Linked DNA regions of Muntiacus reevesi: region 1 is linked to region 2. The links are chromatin contacts, called in public Hi-C maps. All regions are on one chromosome and are shown on one strand. The core of a region is the stretch at or near the end of the contact, and the rest is flanking DNA. Distances in the headings are between cores, read along the strand shown. Region 1 holds the start of EIF3M (eukaryotic translation initiation factor 3 subunit M). Region 2 holds the start of QSER1 (glutamine and serine rich 1).

Region 1 (2,980 bases), core at 365-2,864, 240 kb before region 2:
AACACTCTACAGTGCTGCTGCTTTGGTTTGCATTTTCTACAGGTTTATATAAGTGGAATTATACAGTATGTCTGGCTACTTTCACACAACAAATTATTTTGATTCATCCATATTGTTGCATGTATTGATATTTCATCATTTTTATTGCAAAGCAGTATTCCATTACATGAATATATAACAACTTGTTTATCCATTCACCTGTGTTTTGGGGGGGGTTTTTGACCATGCTATGCTACTTGTGGGATTTCGGTTCCCCGATCAGGGGTTGAACTCAAGCCATGGTGGTGCAAGTGCTGAATCCTAACCATTGGACCACCAGGAAACTCCATCCATTGACACGCTGATGAACATTTGTTGTTTCTTATTTGGGACTATTAAAAATAAAGATGTTGCCTTTTTGTAAAATAGCTCCTCAAAAAGCTAAACATAAAGTTAACATATAAGCTAGCAATTCTACTCCCAGGAAAAAGAAATATAAACACATGTTCATGCAAAATCTTGTGTATGAATGTTGCTTGAAGCATTATTCATAGTAGGCAAAAAATGCAAACAACCTAAATATGCACCCACTGATGAATGGATAAACAAAATGTGGTATGTGCATAACAATGGAATATTATTCAGCAATAAAAAGGAATGAGGGATTAACACATGCTACTAGCTCAAAAACATGCTAAATGAAAAAAGCCAGACATAGGTCATATATTGTTATGTTTCCATTTACACGGAATGTCCAAAATAGACACACTCCTTGCACCTGCTTCAAGTCCTTTCCTGGCTGTCTTCTGCATAAACAGGTTTCCTGCAGATTTGTTTATTGGTCCTTTCCTCATTTCCTTCAGTTCTCCTTAATATTTGATCCATTTTCTTTGCTCAGTCTTAAAAGGCATGCACACACAATCATACACACACCACTCCTTTCTCTATTCTTCTCATAATACTACCAGTTACGTGACTATTGAATAACAGCTAAGACATAGAGTTCACCGTGTTTTAATTGCTTTATTTACTAATTTACTTAGTCCTCACAACACCACCAGGAGGTAAGTACTTGATTTTATTTTTCCAACAGGAAGATGAAACGCTGCGGTTAAGCAATTACCCCAAATCACAAATCCATCAAACGCTGCAGCAGGGATTCCACCCCAGAAAACTCGATTCGGCAGCCTGTGCTGTAAAACAAGATGCCATCCAGGAAAGTCTTTCTAATTACTTCGTATTGTTGTGTTCTGTGCGCCTCACTCAATGTAAGTTGCCGGGGCGGGAGTTTACCTTGAAAACTATTGCTATCCCCAAGGCAGAGAGCGCTGCCTGCTAGATAGTCCCTCAATAAAAGTTTAAAAATGGGTTAAATTAGAAGTCGGAAAAAAAAAAATTGGCTTAAAACTTCAAAATGCTAGGTAGGCTCCGCGAGCCACAAACGCAGCAGTAACTGGAAAGACAGCCTGCTACCCAGCCGGGTTACCCAGCTACCGAAGTTAGAGGCGGCAGGAGGCGGTCCGGGAAGGTGGCCCTTTGGGCGTGCCCCGGCTCCTCCCTGCCCCGCCCCCAGCCAGAATGCGTGCTGGGATTGGTCTCCGTGGTTCCGCCCCTGACGATGACCCCGCCCCACAAGACCCGCGGTGGGTGACCCGGAAGCGTTTGTGAGGCGCCGCCGCGCGGCCCAGCTCCCTTTTCCGGTCGGCGTGGTTTGCGAGCGCAACGTCCACGGCGCCAGGGCCTTCACCATGAGTGTCCCGGCGTTCATCGACATCAGCGAGGAAGATCAGGTGCGCCCCCGGGCCGCGGATGCCGCCAGGGTGGGAGGTGGGGGGAGACTCAGGGATGTGAGGGGCCGCGTCGGGTTTGAGCCCGGGCCAGGCGCGCGGAGCGCTGCCCCGCGGAGCCAGCCCCGGAGTCGAGAGCCGCGGTGGTGTCCTCCGCATCCGGGAGTGGGCAGGCCGAGAGGCAGGGGCGCACGTTCCGGGTCTGGAGTTGCATCAGCCCTCCCGCCGGCGCTCCCAGCGCTGGTCCCAGGCCCGACGGCCTACTTCCTGGTCGGCGTCAGGACTCTTCCAGCTTGGGTCACTTCTGTCTGTCGACACTACTTTTGACTCACTGAGAAGGGTATCTGCTTCCGTGCCCGAAATGCAGCCACATCCGGAGTGGGAGGTGGCGACTCCTCAGACGGCGTAAGCAGTTCAGGGAAAAATAATTTGGTACTAAAGATCAAGATGGCTTTACTACTACGTGAACGTATGTAGACTGTATTTTATTCTCTTGCTTGAGCAAGAGTGAGAGTTCTGAAAGCATACCGTCAGTTCCACCCCCAGAATTTTGAGACATACACCTGGTGAACGGTCTTAATATTTTTGTTTCTGTTTGCTCTTTTGTATGAATGCGTGGGTAATGCTTCTCATTTTAAACTGAGAAGTTTAAAGTTCAAGTTGAATTAAACTTGAAGTGAGTTTCTCTTAATTTTGCAGAACTGAAAACTATTCTAAGTGTTGTCATTCTGTAGTTTTCTGCTACTCTACTAAGATGGAAATTTTGGTTTCGATAGAAGAGAAAACATTACTAGTCTAAGATAACTTTCAGTCCTGAAGAACAGAGTAAGGGAAAGAAAGATGGGGGGGGGGGGAAGCTAGGGAAGGAGTTGAGCATTATTAGAAAAGATGTGGAAGGGAAAAAAGCCTATCTGATGAGGAATGGAATCATGTTATCAACAGTAGGCTATTAGGTTACTGGGAAAATGAAGTTACTTGTTTTTTATTTTTTTTTCCCTAATGGAAAAGGGTTGTTGATGCAGGAGGATTTTGCCATTGATTATATTAAAGTGTTTTTTCTAGTTAGGTTATGCTACTGTTCTTGTTTCACCCTGGCCATTCCTTTTGGGTAAATAGATGGTTGCTTTAGGAATTTAACTTCCGTCAAGTTCTCCGATTAGAGTAACCACCCGTGGCCAGTAGGAATACCAGATGAAAACAGCCTAGTGTTGATT
Region 2 (3,005 bases), core at 329-2,828:
AGGAGGAAAACAGAATCTTCCAGGACAAAATTAATCTCAGAAGGAACAGCAGGTCCAAAACCAGGGATTACTGAAGTTTAAATTGCTTTTTGCATGGTGATCAGAGATAATGTATCAGATTTATTGTCTTCTACGATGCCTGTCTTATTTGTTTAACCTTCATGTTAAACTTATCTTGCGGGGCAGATTTCTGTACTAAGCACATAAATAGGTGTTAAACCTGTATTGATTTTTTTAAAAGGGTGATGGTCAATCAACTTCACTGTTATTAACTTTTACTTTATGCCTTAAGGACCAAATAGTGATTTCTATGATTCTTGTTTCACTACTCATAAGTTACTAGAGGAAACAACAACTCTCACATACAACAGAGAACCGCAAATAATCTTTAATTCCCCTCCTCCCCCAAACAACCTGGACGCCGGACAGGAAACGTTTGGGTAGAGTCCTGCTGAAGTTCCAAGTCTCAAACAAAAAAATCCAGCACAGTGAGTTTAAATTTATGGTAATTAAAGTCATCCAGATGGTGGCTGTATTAATCAATGAAGAGGCAGTATTCATCTTGGGACAGAAGATTCTGAAACCCAGAATGAGAAAAATCCCCAAGGTGGGGGTGGGGACAGTTAATAAACGCCCCCCAGGGAAAGGTCCTTTCAACCAGGGTTGGAAAAGAATACGTTTGAATTTGAATCTCTTTGAATATAAATCTCCCCTAACAGCAGGAAAAGGGTCCTCTAGCCCAGCAAGCTTTGGGCAGGAAGGGAGTAAACGGAACTGTAAAACAGTCTGCTCAGCTGTTTCTGGTTTAGGACGAGGGGCAGAGAAAGGAGTCGCGATGTGGGAACTGAGTATTTGAGTAACTCAAAATAACTCGAAGGGTCAAATAACGAACTCCAGGCAAAGCGTTGACAAGCCTCCCCCACCGCAGCACCCCGCGCCGGGTTTCCACTCAGTTTCCCCCTCCTTCGCGGAGGACGCCGGCAGGCGCGGCCCCTTCCCACGCGGGGCGCGGCGAGAGCCGACGGCTCATCCAGAAGCAGCCGAGGGCGGGAAGTCCGCGGCTCGCGGGCTAGGGCTGGAGGCCGCCCCTGCGACTCCCGGAGCCGGCCTGGGCCGGCCAGGCCTCAAGCCTTCTCCGCCCGGGCTGGCCTTCCAGAGGCGGCGGCGGCAGCGGAGGAGGAGGCCGTCTCTGGCCCGCGAGCCGCGAGCGCGGGGCGCCGAGGGGAGGCGGGGCGAGGCCGCGGGGCGGAGGGGGGGGCGGGAGGTGCATCCTGGGAAATCCACCAACATGGGGCGCAGCCACCGCCGCCGCCGCCGCCGCGAGTCCCGGCCGCGGATGCCGCCGCTCCCCTGACGCCCAGCTGGGGCCTCGCGGCGCACCGCGGCCCGGCTTCCCCCGGCACAGACCGGCCAGCCCGCCCTCCGCCCGCTCGCCCGCGGCCATGTGAGGGGGCAGCTCCCTCCGCCGCCGCCGCCTCCTCTTCCTCCCCCCGCCCCCTCCCTCCCCTCCCGCCCCCCTCGCACTGGGCCCTAGAGGAGCCCCCACCGCAGCCCGCCCGCCCTCCGCCGCCCCCACGATGGACAGGAACTACACGACCTCCGGCTTCGCCGACCCGCCGCCGCCGCCGCCCGCGCCCCCCGCCGCCCCCTCCAGCGCCGCCGCCCCACCACCCCCCGCCCCCGCCTGGGCCTACGAACCCCGAGCCGCGGCCGCCGCCTCCAGCAGCAGCGGCAGCGGCGGTAGCAGCCCCAGCCTCAAGGCCAGGTAGGGAGGGTGGGCGGCGGGGGGTCCTGGCGGGCCGGGAAAGGCCGGGGATGCGTTTGGGGCCTTTGCCCCCGTGCAGCACCGCCCGAGGGTTCGGGTCGGCGGGGAGCCCCCCCTGCTCGTCTCCTCGCCCTCACCGTGCCGGGAGAGGCGGCTGGTAACTCCTGTGGGGTGGTTTCGGGGTGGGTGGGGGCGCCCGATGCGGGATTCGCAGCGGGGGAGCGTGGGTAAAAGGGAGGCTTGGGCGGGAGTCGTGGGTCCCCTTCACCTCCGCGTCCTGGGCTCTCACATGGTGAAGTTTGGGTTCCTGGCTGAACTCCGCGATCAGGGAAACTCGGGACTCGTGCCGGGGGGCCAAGCGGGGCGCCGAGGAGTTCGGGGCAGTGACATTCCATTGTATTGTGACGGACAATGTGGTCTTGGGGGCCCGGGCGGTGAGCGTGAGGGTGGGGGAGGCGGGAGCGCTAGAGGCGCGGAGCCGAGTCCCTGACACTGGGGGACCTGGGGCGAGGGGGTGGCCTGTGCTGCGGGAGAATCCCGGGGACGTGGGGCCTGGGAGGGGGCCCCGGGGATGCGAACGCTGCGCCTGGGCTGGGTGACATATGTTCGCAGTGGTGGCCAAGATGAAGCTGTTTCTCTTCCATGCGTTCAAACTTATTCTCGGGTGTCCTCCTCTTAACAACAGCAGGAAGTAAGGAATCTCTCTTTGCCTTCTGTGTTTTGGGGTGATTAAGAGTTGGGAAGAAACCGGAGGTGGGGGGCGGTCAGTGAAGGCCGTAAAGGTTGAAGAACCGAAGCATGCTTCTCCATCTCGTTTCTGAAGCCACGGCTCATTATGTAGCGTGGGGTTCAAGAGTTCATCTTTGCTTCAGCATGACCAAGGGAATCTAAAATGTTGACTCTTACTAGATGTTTAAGCTCGCGGGAAATGTGTAGTGGTGCTACACTGCGAAACGGTCCATTTGAATGATAACTGGAAGGCGTGGTTTGGTTTGGACGATTTGGGAGCGGGGTGTTTTAAAGCCACCTCTGCCGAACAATGCAGAAATCTGGTAGGTGCAGCTTCGGATTACGAGGACCAGGGAATCCTGGGTTGCTAATGACTTCATCCTCAGCTACCAACAGGAAGCGTCGTGGCTTTATGATCTCATCAGATTTTTTTTATTATTGTCACAACAGAAGTGAACTTTTTTTTTTTTACTTTATATATATTACAGTATTCTAGGTTTTCTTCTTTTGT

Evidence for each region. A called contact is a pair of places that touch in the nucleus more often than the background predicts.
Region 1: a Hi-C map of muscle shows a contact between it and region 2, with 4 times the contacts expected there. The contact joins the promoter of EIF3M here to the promoter of QSER1 in region 2. A contact is called at or near these places in 2 of 3 Hi-C or Micro-C datasets (blood and muscle).

What each region holds. Positions count from the first base shown.
Region 1 is chr9:28,339,169-28,342,148 of mMunRee1.1, reverse strand. EIF3M (eukaryotic translation initiation factor 3 subunit M) reads left to right here and starts at 1,614. Exons shown (of 11, transcript XM_065943845.1): 1 at 1,614-1,769. The coding sequence starts at 1,728.
Region 2 is chr9:28,098,048-28,101,052 of mMunRee1.1, reverse strand. QSER1 (glutamine and serine rich 1) reads left to right here and starts at 1,578. Exons shown (of 13, transcript XM_065943908.1): 1 at 1,578-1,765. The coding sequence starts at 1,578.